Regions from separate parts of the Hordeum vulgare genome. Here region 2 is linked to region 1. A link is a contact called in public Hi-C data. All regions are on one chromosome and are shown on one strand. Each heading gives the region's core, a stretch centred on a gene start, on an enhancer-like site or on the middle of the called end of the contact. The rest is flanking DNA. Distances are from core to core; before and after follow the strand shown.

What was found. Hi-C and Micro-C count contacts between places; a contact is called where the count stands out from the background.
Region 2: a contact with region 1 is called in a Hi-C map of seedling, with 5 times the contacts expected there. The contact joins the promoter of LOC123395084 here to the promoter of LOC123395024 in region 1. A contact is called at or near these places in 4 of 6 Hi-C or Micro-C datasets (leaf and seedling) and 1 of 1 datasets of contacts at active chromatin or transcription factors (embryo).

The regions. Positions count from the first base shown.
Region 1 is chr5H:403,801,110-403,808,500 of MorexV3_pseudomolecules_assembly, reverse strand. It overlaps LOC123395024, which reads right to left and starts at 4,247. Exons shown (of 4, transcript XM_045089935.1): 1 at 3,968-4,247; 2 at 3,536-3,824; 3 at 2,090-3,006; 4 at 521-1,554. The coding sequence starts at 2,982. The coding sequence ends at 1,056. It overlaps LOC123395023, which reads right to left. Exons shown (of 19, transcript XR_006609645.1): 15 at 7,242-7,369; 16 at 7,057-7,127; 17 at 6,710-6,832; 18 at 5,519-5,614; 19 at 5,012-5,389. It overlaps LOC123395025 (THO complex subunit 6), which reads left to right. Exons shown (of 12, transcript XM_045089937.1): 12 at 34-334. The coding sequence ends at 129.
Region 2 is chr5H:404,392,688-404,400,078 of MorexV3_pseudomolecules_assembly, reverse strand. LOC123395084 (putative hydrolase C777.06c) reads right to left here and starts at 4,112. Exons shown (of 12, transcript XM_045090015.1): 1 at 3,790-4,112; 2 at 3,539-3,702; 3 at 3,293-3,405; 4 at 2,986-3,027; 5 at 2,853-2,908; 6 at 2,482-2,558; 7 at 2,171-2,290; 8 at 1,565-1,641; 9 at 1,415-1,478; 10 at 1,106-1,156; 11 at 982-1,030. The coding sequence starts at 3,970. LOC123395086 reads left to right here and starts at 4,322. Exons shown (of 3, transcript XM_045090016.1): 1 at 4,322-4,419; 2 at 4,907-5,109. The coding sequence starts at 4,923.

The sequences.
Region 1 (7,391 bases), core at 2,998-5,497:
ATTTTGTTCTCACTCGCTACCCGTGCCGTTCAGATGGCAGCTGTTGCTGGGCATGGAGGTCTGGTGGATGTCATCTCTGGATTTGGGAGCCATCTCTGCGCGTTTCGTTGCCGTGGCCTGGATAGGTAATCAGTTATCCGGGTGTTGATGAAACGTTGCCACGCAATTTCCGTGCGGCAATCCTGCATTAGTCTGCGGAATGCGATAATTGTATTTTTTTCCTTTCACTGTTGTAATACTAGTTTCAGTTCGGTCCACGGAACGATTTCCTGACAAGGATAGATTCTTTGTAAATGTCCTTGTTCTAGATATTCTCCTGGAGCTTTTGATACAATCCGTCTCAATCTGTTTCCCATGTGTTAACTTTTGAATTTAGCTAGAGGTAGCCACTCCTGCAACTCTCAGTAACGTACGCAGGAATACCTGAAGACCAGGACTCAGTCGGTCTTTGCGTGTGTGCGTGTAAACCTTAAATTATCAACAACAATTGAAAAATATTATTCAAAAAATAGATATGAAATTGCCACCAAATTGTGCTCAGTTGGTCAATACCAAGCTGAGTAATAGTATTAAACTTCTCTTACATTTAACAAAGAACCAAGTTATAGACTTATGCAGCCCAGGTTTACAAAGTGTCGCTACCAACACACGATCGGTTTGTAAACATCAAGAAAATAACAAAGTTGCAGTACACATTGTCCAAACTCCAAACAAACTTACTTACAGTACAGGCTTACACACCGTTCAAGTCGACTGATTTTGAAGTTCCACCACCACTCAGGCACACTATTTACACCTTCAACCCATCACCCATGGAACCAACAGGTGTGCCAGAAATACCCATTTCTGGCAAATATGTACACTAAAACCTTCCTATATATACACGAAGGCGTGGTGTGGATCGTGGAGAGATATCACCAGCAAGGCTTCCAAATCATCAGGCTTGTATGAGTACTTCTAAGAATTCAACCATTTTCATTCTCCTACTTCATGAAGCAGATATCTGGAGATTTACCTACCACCTATTCGTTGAACTGCACGCTAGGTAGAAGAACTTACAACCTGGGCAGCAGCCACCCAAAGGTCCATCCAAGGAGCAACCCTGCGCCGACGATGCCTACGCCAACTGCAAACATGATGGCCTTGCAGAAGCCACCTTCCTTGTTCTGCCTCCTGCTTTTCTTCTTTGCCCTGCCTTTTCGCTCCTCTTCTGGCTCCGCCTTCTCCTCCTTCATCACCGTCCAGGGAAGCTCCGGGAACATGGCTGCTATCTGATGCTCTTTCAGCCTGAGCTGGAGGCATATGTTCTCCAGCTGCAGCATTTTCAGCCACTGCTTACACGCAAAGAGGTGTGAGGCCTGACGAAACAATAGCTTGACGACGTGGTCTTTCTCATCGTGAGCATTCTTGGCAGCCACCTCAGCTTCCCTAGCCCGTGTCTGCGAATGGCGAAGAGCATCCAGTAGCTGGGCCCTCTCGGCATCTTTCTGATTCTGATATGTTTGCTTGCTCCCTGGTGTATGATCACCACTACTATATGAATCCTGTGTGCCCCTGCATTTCAAATAATAATAAAGATATAAATGCACAGAAATCAGGAAGAAAGCTTGGATGAAGAAAAAGGCGCCTGAGGTATTTCCAGGGATTACATAATAATAATATACAAAAAGGGGCATAAAATGGACATCAGTGGTCCTCTGCCATATTACATCAAAATTAAATTGAAGTAGAATAATGAGTCAACTTTTACCGGGGTGCATTTACCTTTTATCGAAAATAAGGTTTTTTGGGTGTTGCAAAATTACCGAAAACAAGTTTAACTGGCCTGCAATTTTGATTATGACAACACACAAAGAACTGACATTGATTTACTACATATATACAGACCGGAACTTAATTAACAGCTTGTTCCTTTAATTTCAGCCTAAGTAGGGTTGGGTGTAATATGTAGATAATGGAGACTCCTTGTAGTGAAAAAATACATAAAAGAAAAGAAAATACGTATGGCGTAAAAATCTACAAAGGAGGGCACCTAGTTATAGTTTTAAACTTTTGATGGTCATGAAACAAGACAAATGGAAACACATACCCATGCGCATCATTTTTGTGAGACTGTTGCCAGCCTCCACCGTCAGATGAATTCGTCTCATTGGTGCTCGAGAGGCTATAGCTGCACATCATGGTGTCATGTAGTTGAGGTTGCGAAGAAGAAGATGAATTCCCACAGCCATCCTTGTTTTCATGGCCGTTCAGTTTTGGCCCATGAATACGCACTACCTGAGTGGGCTTTGGCAGATCGTTGTTCTCAATGTGCTGCATTGCCCTTTCCGCGACAAGCGAAGCCAATCCTTCCTCATCAGCTACTTGCCACCAGGGCTGAGACTTCCTGTCTTGTTCCCAAGGTGGATCCATCTCATAGCACGCCTTCTGTGGTTTCTTGGGAAACAAAGGATCGAAGGTTTTGAACTCCATAAACTCTTTGTCCTCACGAAGCAAGCTATTCGGATTTCCTCTGCACTTGAGACTCGCTTGAGGGCACCCTTCGCAAGGTGCTTCAGATGTTTGCTTCATAAAAGCCGTCGAAACCATCCACGGCGGCTCAGAAGGGCACTCGCTCTTCTTGGTGTTGATGTCGTCAAGCGTAGAGACGGGCGAGAAACTGTCCACTTTCTTGGCGCTGGCCTCTCCGCCCATGTAATTCAGACGGTCGCCAGAAAGCACCTTGTGGGACCCGAAATTGGGCTGCAGCTGAAGAAACCAGGCGTCTATCGGCTGACTGGAGTTCATCGGGTTCCAGTTCAAATGCATGAAGTTTGGGATGTGGCAGTCTCGCGGACTGGTGGGGTTCCCGCTGTTTGCTTCATGCTGCTGCTGCATCGACGGTGGACAGCAGGCCAGTTTGGGAGCCCTCTTTGCATCCTCCTGAAACAAGCAGCGGTTGGCGGCCCGTTGCCAAGCAGCTCTCGCTTCCGCCGCCGTCATCAGTCTCGCATGTCAAGAATCCGCCTGCACATCAGCAAGTTGACCGTCAGCATTAGCTCATATAGTACTTGTTTCGAAGTGAAAACAGCATCAGCAAAACGCTCTCTCTAAATAACAGTTGAGAGCAGCAGCGTAACACGCATAACTCGCAAACATTCCCAAAACTATCGGATAAACCATCCACAAAACGTCCATGATGAAGTGCTTGGTGTCAGAAAGACTAATTCAGATGCCAGATATAGGACAGTGGCACTGCCAATGTGGCGGTGCAGTACATGATAGCGCTATCCATGTCGGTTGCTTCCCCAAAGCAAGCAAGCAACGTTGAAGCACAGAAATGTCCACGGTCCACCCATCGGCCATGGCGCAGAAGAAGGCCGACACCCCCGGACCCCTACCAAAGGGAGCAGACGGGTCATGGCGGCTGGATCTGGCCCGGGGAAGAGCCCGGACTCCTCTCTTTTTAACTCCAAAACAAAAACTCGGCTCCATGAAATAATCGCATGACATGGACGACATCCCAAGAAAATCTTATCAGGCGAGGGTGCTTCACCTGGATCTGCAAGAAGTGGTGCCGGCCGGGACGAGTGAGCCCCACCCACGGGATGAAGATCCAGGCCACGTGCTCGCAAGCTTGAGCGGCGGAAGAGGAAGACGTCGATCTTCCACAGATAGCAAGATGAGGCGAGCGGATCAAGAAGTGAACCTGCCCTGCCCCTAATAAATGGAGAAGGGGGAGAAGAGCGGAGACTGCGGGCGGGCGGGCGGGCGGGCGGGCGGACAGGGGATCGGATCGGAGCGGAGCGCTCTTGCGTTGCGTTGCTTGTCTGCCTACTCCCTCCCTCCGGAGAATGACGTGAAAGCAAAGCAAGGGCAACAATCAAACGCAAAGATAGATATTTTAGTTACTTGGTTATTAGTATTATTAATATTGCTGGTAAAATGAAATCGGAAAGGAAATTTCTCGTCATCCTCTTCTTCTTACCTTGGCTGGCTGGACGGCGCCGTGCTTCACAAGGCCGGATTTCTGCTGCTGTGATGTTCGTCCTCCCCGTCAGTATTTGACTAGGATTTTATTCCCCTGGCACGCTGCCGCTGGGCTGGTTTTCCGTTTCTGGGGGCGAGGGGAGAGAGGGGGGGAATGGGACGGGCAGGATCCCTGCCGTCTCGCGGCCGCCTCGATCTCGATCTCGATGGGAATCTGTGGAATCCTATCCATAGGTTTCTCTCTCCTCGTCTACTTTTTTTTTATTTATCAATCAATTTGCTGCTGTTTTCTGCTTGGAGTGGAGTGGTGTCAAGGGTGGGCAGGGGGCGGTGTGTGTGGGGACGTGTGTGCCCCGCTGATGTCGCCACATCACCTTCCACTCGAGCTAGGTGTGTGACTCACTCCGCCATCCAAAACAATACACTAAATAAATGTGTGTATGTATGTATGTATTCCATCCGTAAAAGTAGACCTCTTTACCAGTCTGCCGTAACCAAACCTCTAATGCATCCTAGAGTTTAGGTCCTTTGGTTCAAATGAATTTCACATAAATAATTTTTATCCTGAGTTTTGTCTATGCAGGTCGTCTGTTCACTTTATTTTCACTGTGGTGCGTCAAACACTATTTCATGCTAATCGTGTAGTAGTTTTCTAATCATATACTACTATCTCTAAACTAATGTATGCCGTTTTAGATCATTATATTAGTTTATCAGTTTTGCTAAAACACATCTAGATATGTCATAAGTGTTGCATATCTAAGTCCTATATCACTGATCTTACGCGAAGATTCGTATGATTTTTTTTATGTTTACTTAATTTCTTAGATGTACAATAACTATGACACATTTAGATGTATGACAGAGGGAGTAGAATTTAATAGTGTGTGACATTTTGATTTTGTTTATTCTTTTTTTATTATGTCTTTGATACCTTGCGAATCAAACAGGCCCGTGTGGATTTTTCTGTTGTTCAAACGAGTGCGTTGATTTCCACAAAATCACCGACAGTGTAAAAGAACTAGGCAAAGTCTCCACGAGATTTCCATTCTATAAACAACATCCATGGATTTTCACTGGAGAAAACATGTTCTAGTCTCTACGATTTTATCATAAACAAAAGGCCATGTTATATGTGGTAAGCTGCTATAGAAAAACAAAACATATCACGCCATGCTATATACTACAGTATAAAACAAAAGGTAAAGCAATCACTCGCTAATATAAAGAAGGACGCAAGACGAGAGTAAAACTGACAGTGTACAATCATGACAACCCACACCCACACGTAAGGTCATTCTTCTCCCCGCTCAACGCGCTTAATTTCTTGAGAGAACTGCCGCTTTTGCCCGATCTCTCGCCAACAAACAAGAGATTTGATTGTTTCGTGACACAGTCCGCCCAAGCCATGCACGGCACCCTGCGTACAATGCAAAGCAAAGCTCAGCAAGCAAGCAAAGGAAACCACATACAGGAGTCAACACTTCCTGCACAGATATTTTCGTTTCTGAAAACGTCTACACGTAAATCTCGAATGGGCTGTACATACAGAGCAATCTTTGGCTCGCCACAGGCTGTGAGCCTTCCTTTCATGTGCAGGTCTTACCCTTTAGAGAACGTGCAAAAGCTTCGCACATCTTCCCATCTGGCAGCAGAGAAGTGAACACGGGTTAGGCCTGGAACTTGCCTCGCATGTGTTGGGCTGTGAGCTGCAGCCCGCATGCTCTATTGAGCGTGCAGCGGCCAGTGGTTTTACCTAACAGCAGTACATGGATAGATCCAGCAGCTGTTGGTCCACGACCGGGACGGGCGCGCGTGAATCCAATTCACCACCACGTGCTGCAGTGACCAGCTGCCGGCGAGACGAAAGGGGCGGCAGAAGTTTCTACAGTGCTGCTGTGAAAGCATGGTTTTTTGTTACGTAGGTCAGTATGATTCTACCGAGTGGTGGATGGTGACCGGTTCATGTCTTCGGAGAAGCTGCGCCTCCTTGGCCATGTGTCCATATGGCTCCATATGCCTCGTCAGAACTCAAAGTTTTACCGATCAAAGCGGAGACAAACTGGGTCAACTTCAGGCATGCTTCACTATGTCTATGTGCGAGATGCGAAGCAAATAGCCCAGACAAACTTATCTAATGGTACCAGGTACTAGGATATTATCCCTGAGTTGCTGCAAACTAACATCATACTCCCTATGCCCCGAATTAGTTGTCTCAGATTTGTCCAGATACGGATGTATCTAGACACGGTTTAGTGTTAGATACAACTAATTTGTGACGGAGGTAATATATTATTTTGCACATCCTGCGGAAAGGATGTGCCAATAAGGAGGAGCAGGGTCAGGGGCAGCATATAATTGCTGACGAAGATGAGAAAGAGAGAGAGAGAGAGGTGGACCCGTTCGATCCAGCTTTTTTTTTGTCTTTTTGAGGGAAGTTTGATCCAGGTCTGATGGTTCATACTCCGTATCTAGATAAATCTAAGACAAGTAATTATGGACGGAGGTAATACTTCACACTGTCAAAAGGTGAAAGGGCTACTGTTACCAGTGGACATCTTTGTAGGAGTGAAGATTATGGAGTACTCCCCCCGACCCAAAATAACTGTCTTAACTTTGTACTAGCTCTAGTACAAAGTTGTACTAAGGTTAAGACACTTATTTTGGGACGGAGGGAGTATAAAATAGAGCTTCTTTGTAGGAGTAAAGATCATGGAGTACGTATAAAATAGAGCTGTACCTTCCACTTCCATCAGAAGCCAAGATCAAAGGAAGGGCAGTCATCTATCAAATCCTGGATCGTGGAATCTCTACATGCACCACTGTCATATTTGGGGTCCTCTGCTGTGTTATTCCCACCGAGCTGCAGACATACAATGGCACACGTCAAATGACTAACATAGTATCCGCAAGATTATTTTTTATGTAACACTAGAAACTAGAACTTCCATAGCCTGATCTGATGAGAATGAAACTGCAGCTGCTGGCACACAATATTTAGCCAGTAAGCTGAAGCAGTAACTTTTCTGAAATTCAGTGTTAAAACTTTCCTCCTCAGGGAAAATTTCCACAGCATAGGGTGCAAACCTGATCTGCAGTTCCACTTTTGTCTTCTCGCAAGTCTGGGATGCTAGTAACATTCAAAATTGGCGCAGAAGCTGTCAAGAACAGACCAGTATGGCAGCGCTTGTCGTTTAATTTCGAGTGGCACACATGCTTTGTAAAATGTATAAGCTGGTCTCAGTGCAAATAAATCCACTGAGGTAACTCACCTGTACGATTACAGTTTCCAGTGTTATGATTGCCTGATGATTCTAGTTTCTGCTCGTTTGCATTGCACATCTCAGATTCTGGGAGATCTATCAATTCCAAGTCCGAAGCATCAAAGGCTGGTGGTTTCCTACAGAGGCATCATTAGTGTC
Region 2 (7,391 bases), core at 2,863-5,362, 590 kb before region 1:
TATAGTTTTTTACTCGAGAGGTGATATACCACTCCCTTAGTTCCTAGATATAGGGTGTATAGTTTTTTACTCGAGAGGTGATATACCACTCCCTTAGTTCCTAGATATAGGGTGTATAGTTTTTTGAGAAAAAAAAACTGGAATACAGGATATATTGCCTTTGAGGACAAATACTGGGATTTGTTATGATATTCGAGCAAAAAACTATACACCCTATATCTAGGAACGGAGGGAGTAATATCTAACATCAAGAACAAGAGTCATAAGAAATAACATTGTCAACATGTATTAGGAGTTTTGCTTGGTCTTGCAAAAACGAAGTCCTTCAATTATTGAACAGTTCCCTAAGAAGATCAAATAGTTGGATTGGATGCCTTTCTTGTTACTTTTCTAGATGAAATCATGTCCAGTAAACAACAGATAGGTAACATCTCTCAACTGTAAACTAAAATCATGTTACACTTTTCTGCTGCAAACTGTGCAGTCTGTTTAAGGGTGTGTTATGTTTTGTAGAACCATAGAGAAAATCCAAAATGCACTTAAGAGCTGACACTGACAGCATGTTTGGTCGGGTGCAATTAGAGCTAGGGGGTGAGGATTGAAGGGGTATGAGACTTCAAATCCATCATATGGTTAGGGGGCATGGGAATTGATGAGGGACTAGGCATAGCAGTTGAGAGTCCAACTCCCACCATTTTATTAACAGGGGAGGGGGAGGGAATCATTTTAGTGATTACATCTTAACCCCTTCATCATAACTTATGTCATCATCTCTTGGCTAATCTAGCACCAATTCCCACTAAACAAATAACGGAATAAACTTCTCTGCCAAATTCCCATTAGATACCAAACAAAGGAGTTGGAATAGAACGACAGATCCCATGCCCTAATCTCAATACAACTCCTGAGCTATTTTGTAAGGAAAAAAAAAGTTCACTATAATTATAAAAGCAACAACATGATTGGTTACTCAGGCCATACCGGTAAACAGTGTTCTCTTTGGTTTGATTTTCCTGACTTCCTCGAGGGCCTGTATAGTTGAAGAATATATCACAACTGAATACTGTGAAATATAAGAAGGAAGAACTAATGTGTTAGAACTTACCCTAGGTAATCCAAAGTGTGTTGAAGAAGAACGATCAGGTCTAAGAGCATCCTGTAGTAAGTTACATAAAACCAAGATCAATCCAATTTATAGTCAACAGTGATTACTCAAGAGAGATGCACAGGTAGGTCAATACAAAAGTTAGCAGGATAAGAAATGTGCATCTTTCAGATGAATCTAACTATTTCATGATTCAACAATCAGAGAAACGCAAGAAAACAAAGTTAGCAGCATACAACAGTCCAATGAAATAATTTCATGATTTAACAATCAGAGAGATACGCAAAACAAGAAAAAGAGAAGGAATACCAATATAAGAAGTTGACAGTCTTCCAGAAGTTTGTAGGTTTCGTCAGGTATATCACTGACATCACTGCAAACATCAGAGCAATTCAGATAAGATGCCTACCAACACACAAGTCGTTACAATAAACAGGCCTTGCAGTGAACTCAGTCTACCTTATGTAGCATATGTCACCAAAACGGAAACCAAGGGAACGGTAACCCTGACCATGCCATACAGGCAAAGGAATTACCTGAAATGTAGACATTATATCTTTAGCAAAATAAATTGAACATGAGACTCTGTTATGAATCCAAAGTATATTCAACACATACTGACCTAATGAATAAGTAATTTTGCATTTGAGCGGGATACATAAAAACTGAGATCATGACACGTTTACTTAGCTCCACAACCACAGGTTGGTAGGTTCTCCATATAATGTTTCTATCCAAAAGTTCCCCATATTACATCGAGCCATCAATGAAAACAAATGTACTCGAACTTACTGGAAGGCATCTTGTCTGAATTACGCTGGTAAACTGCCCTATTAGCTGCTACTAACAGCACTATCAATCAATTAAGTGATCCCATCCCATTATAAGTTATAACTGACCAAAATAAAAGAGTTAAACGTACATTTGTCTACCTGGCTACATGTACTATTTTCTTGCTACATCTCACTGAGTCTAAAGGGAGAATACCATTTGTAATTTGTAAGCGAACAGCTTATAAGTATAAGTCCACTTCTTGCTTTGAAGTTGTTGTTTCAGATTACAAACCTCAAGATCCTGAACGGTAAATGGTTCCTCGTTTATAATGTTGAACTGTAATGTTGAAACTGCAGCTCCAGGTATAACCGTACTTGTGTCGACCAAATAGTGGTGTGTCATCTTCATCACCTGATACAAACGAGCAAATGGGGGAAAGGAAAGAAAACTGAGCCAGCTGTAAAGATATAAACTAAAAATGGAAAGGCGTAATTTTTTAATAAAATGGCATAATGGATTTTCATGTATTCCATAAAATTTCTGAGGCTGTAATACTAGAAAAAAATTAATATACAACATAACTAAGTACAAGATTTTCGAACCTCATAATCACGCGGTGCCACATAAATTGGGATGGAGGGCTGGACATTGTTCGTCCAATCACGAAGACAATCAAGGCCTGCACCATTCACACTGTTATCTTTTTGGAAAGGAAAAGGCCACAAGGATGATGGTTTTTTTGTTTCAACTAATAGAAACAAAATTGTGTTGCGGGAAGTGTTTGGAAAGGACAGACGCTAGACGGGACAATTAAAAATGGTACAACAACAACAAAGCCTTTAGTCCCAAACAAGTTGGGGTAGGCTAGAGGTGAAACCCATCAGATCTCGCGACCAACTCATGGTTCTGGCACATGGTACAAGCATTCAATTATAAGGTGCATAGGAATTGAGAAGGTTGGAACCACTCAGACCTCCAATTGCATCAGCATGAGAATGAGTAATAATGACAGCATCAATCTCCCTCAACCTGAAGATCAGCAGCAAACGTTAACAACACTTACGTTTCTTGAAAATAAATAACAGTGCATGTGAACAGTTCAGTACCCAAAAGCAGGGAACCACTGGAGCGCGGAATGGTAGAAAAACCTGACAGAAGAAACAAAGCATCAGGGTGTGATAGCTCGTTACTAGTAAACATTTACTTTCTACATGCACATTATTTACTAAAACAGCTTGTATATCAGCTACTATGAATGTAAGCAATTTCAGGTTACTCTGCTTCAAAACAGTGATACACTCTGGGTGTTTTCTACTATCCCTGCCCATAGCTCTAGCTTCGGGTATGATAATAATCCGTTGCTTGTTGCGGGAGAGAGAAGAAGCAACTGGCAGTGCAAGAAATAGCGCATACTTGCCAGCATCGATGAGGATGTTAGAAGTGCGAGACGGCGTGACATGGCGCAGGAGAATGGAGGTGTTGCGCCTTCGGTTCCGGTTCCCCGGCTCTGCTGCCTTGGTGCAAACCTGCGAACAGGCCATAATAACAAACAAACAGCCAACATCACACCGAGCACCTAGCTAGCCGAGCACTGTGAGAAAAGCAGAACAAAGTGAGTCCACCGGTGGTTGATAACGGGATGGAGGTGGAGGGCCATACGGGGCAGGTCTTGGAGGGGTGGGTGAGGCAGCTGACGCGCGGGACGCCCTCGCTGGTGCCCGTGCCGAGGAAGATGAGCTCCGACTTGCGCGGCTCCTCGTGCTCCGCCGCCGAGGAAGAGACAGCGCTGCCAGGGGCGCCGCAGGAGGAGGAGAAGAAGCGCGCTGGAGGGTTCACACCAGGGGGGTATAGGCATTACGTCGAACAGCTGAGGCGCAACCAGTACATGATGCAATTACGATTTTACGTACGCGAAGCGCCGGAGCGGAGGCGCGCGAGGGGGAGGCGGGAGGAGAGCGGCGCGGCGGGCGCCGGGGCGCGGAGAGGGAGATGCGCGCCCAGGGAGCGCGCGGCGGCGAGCGAGCACGCGAAGGGCGAATGCAGCATGGGCACGCGGTGGGCGCGCAGGAGAGCTGCGGTCGCCCCAGACATCGGGAGAGCGCGGATGCGTCTGTCTGCCTTGCGGCGGCGGCCGGCGAGTCGGTAACGACGGGGTCTCCGTGGACGCTGGCCACCTGTCGCCCTCTCTGTCCGCCGGGCGGGAGGGAGCGACGCTGGCAAGTGGGCCCGGCGTTTCCCTGCCCCGACGGTCAAGAAAGCCGCGCGGCTCTTCTGACTGCTTGTTCACTGACATCTGGGTCAATAGTCCAGAGAGCCCTGTGCAGTGTGCAGTGAGCATTGACATGTGAGTCAACAGGCCGTAAGTGGGCTTTACATGGACTTTCGGCCTGGGCCGAGGAATAATTCCGTCTCTTTCTTCTCCCCCACTTCCTCCCTTCCTCCTGTCCGTCCGCATCTCCTCCCCCCCCCCCCCCCTCCCGGAGCACGCAAGGAGATCGACTTCGCCGCGCCGGCTCGCCGGCGACGACATCCACCCACAGGCACGAATATCTATCTCTCTCCCTCTCGCTCTCCCGCTCTGTTTGCTTCGCATCCTCGTACTTCACGTGGTGTTGGCGTTTGCCCGATCCCGGGATAGGCTAGATCGCCCGTATCTGGGATCAACGGAAGGATGATTAAAATTTCTTGCGGTCTCTAGTGGAGACGTTTCCAAAATGATAGTTCGTCGCGCCTAGCTGGGACCGCAGTAAGCTAACCGCGTTGATTTGTGCAGGTTTTCTGAACTTGTAGGCTACCAGTTAGTTAGAAATTTCCTGTTTCTCACTTTAGATGCTTACCATCTTGATTTTGGGGTACTTGGTGCTTATTATAGTTATATAAACTTTATGCTTGCCTCAAGACAAGCGTGTCGCCACTTGTTGCTGCCAATTCATCGTGCAAAGGCATTTTTAGTCCAGTGCAAAACTCTAGTTCCATTTTCACTTCTTGTATGCTACCGATGATGAAAGCTGCTGCGTTTTTCAACAGAGTGGTGGTGCGTATAATGAACAAAGGCAGCATCCACAAAAAGGAGACGCACGGGACAAGCGACGACATAAGCGAGGACACGTCTGTGGAGAAGGTCAGGGGGCCCAATCTGTTTGAACGGGCCAAGGAAGAGATTGAGGCTCTTGTGGCGTCTGTTCACGATAAGATGGAGCACCATTCCAGTCCCTGCAGGAAGGAGGGTGGTAATTTACTCAAGTTGATGTCATTTTGCCTAATTTAACTCCCACAAGTATTGCTTCCTGTTACATGCCTGGAATTATGCTCACATTAGAAATTAGATGGGCAGGATAAGAGCATCTCCAATAGATGGTCCAAATTTTGACGGTCCAAAACCGGAGATGTAAAATTTGGACCGCCAAAAAGTGCATTTTGGAGCTCCGAAAAACGCTCAACTCCAACAGATGGTCCAAATTGATGGTCCAAAATAGCAACTCCAATAGATGGTCCAAACCAAAGATGTAAAAATCTGAAAACGGCCGCGCGGCTGCTGCCAGCCACTGTTCAGCCGCGGTTTTGCATTGAAATAGCATCAAAAATTTGAAAATGAAGTGCATCATCATCATAGTTTCAATCAAAAGTGCATCACCATCATAGTATCAAATCCCTCTACCAAAAGAGCATCGTCTCAATCAAAGTTTTTCGCCCTAGAAATTGAAATGCACATGAATATTACTCATGCGGGTCATCAACACCACCGGCCTTGTGAACCGTGGTACGATCATCATCTTCACCACCTTCTTTGTCGACGTTCTCAACAAGCGGTGAACTCTCGTTGCCGTGAGCACCACCGGAAGCATCTTCATTGCGTCCCATACCGGTCATGTTGCCGACGAAGCCAACTCCAACGCCACTCATGTTGCCGCCTTCTTCTCCTCTAGTTCCACCTTCCTCTCCTCGGCCGCGGCCAACCTCTCCTCGGCCGCCGCCCTCTTCTCCTCGGCCGCTGCCCTTCGCCGCTCGGCCTCACTCCTCTCCTCTATTTCCTTGAGCTTCAAGATTCTTTTCTCTTCGGCATACTCTTTCCTCGCCATGACAATGGCATCAAATCCTTCCTTGAGATCATTGTCTCCGGCCTTGGTTCCCTTCACTTTCTTGTTTCCATCGGGCCTATAAGATTTTGTCGCGGAGTGAGGAGTGGGGCTCGTCTCCTCAATGACATCTTCTTCATCCTCAAGCACCACACTCTTCTTCGACGATTCAAAAGTCTCTCTAGTGAAAGCTTTTCCTTTCCTTTTCTTCTTCTGGCCTTTCATGTTCCTCTCTCGAAACAATCCTTGTGCAATCATATTCTACAATAAAACAAGCAACACATCATCATCAACATGTGGAACAAAGAGGAAATATTTGACAAAGCACGCACGAAGAGGGAATATTTACCAAGTCACTTTCACCGCAACCACTTGGGTTCATGCGAGCGACGTTTGACAAGCAACCGAACCACTTTTTGGCGTTCAGCGTTGATGGTGGACCAACGTTGGCGTAGAGAGTCGCTCGGACGGAAGTGACCACTTGTGTTGCGCTCATCGAAGTACTCCTTGATGCGTTGCCAATAAGTGTTCACCGTTTGGTCGCTTCCAACGCTTGCATCTTGAGAGATTTTCTTCCAAGCGGTGCATATCAACACATCCTCCGCGGTGGTATAATTTCCACTTCTTCCCTTGACAACAAAGCCCTCATCGTCCACATCAGGATTGTCATCATCATATTGGGTTTCATATTCTTGTGACGCATACATGTAATCATCATTTGCCACATTTGTTGCGTGCATGAAAGCTTCATCATCAAGACTACAATTGGACGCACAAACAATCAAAAACACATACAATTTAAAACAACAAACGAGAGGACAACCGGAAAATTTATACCTTTGCGACATTTCGTCGAACAAGCGTGAGCACATCGTCCTCCACGACCGGCGGTGGCGGGGGGGGGGGGGGGAGGTTGAGGAATGGATGTAGGGCTGCTGGAGGAGGCCGCCGACCGCATCGGCTGCGATTCGTCACCCCGAGCCGCCGCGGCCGCCTTAGAGAGCTTCACCGGCCACGTAGAACTGTCGGTCGGGTTACGGCTGCGGTTGGCCGCCCGTTTTCCGCCGCCTCGTCCCTTCGTCGGGGCGCTAATCCGGGCCGGCGGGCGAGGGGCAGCGGTTGCGGGTGAGATGGCAGCGGGCCACGTGGGTCAGCCCACCGGCTGCGGCGGTGGCGGAGAAGGCGGCGGGGTCGTCGCCTTCGGCCATGGCGGCGCCGGACAGCGGGGGGCGGCGGCGGCCGGGCGGGTAGCGAGCGGGCAGACGTGGGCGGGAAAGGAAATGAAGTGGCGGTTGGGCTTTCGCGGGCGGCGGCTGGTTTTGGACCAGATGCACCTCGTGATGTAAATTTGCACCGCGAGGTGTTGCGTTTTACATCATGAGGAGGTCGCGGTCCAATTTTTTTTTACATATGGACCGTCTGCTGGAGAAGCGTTT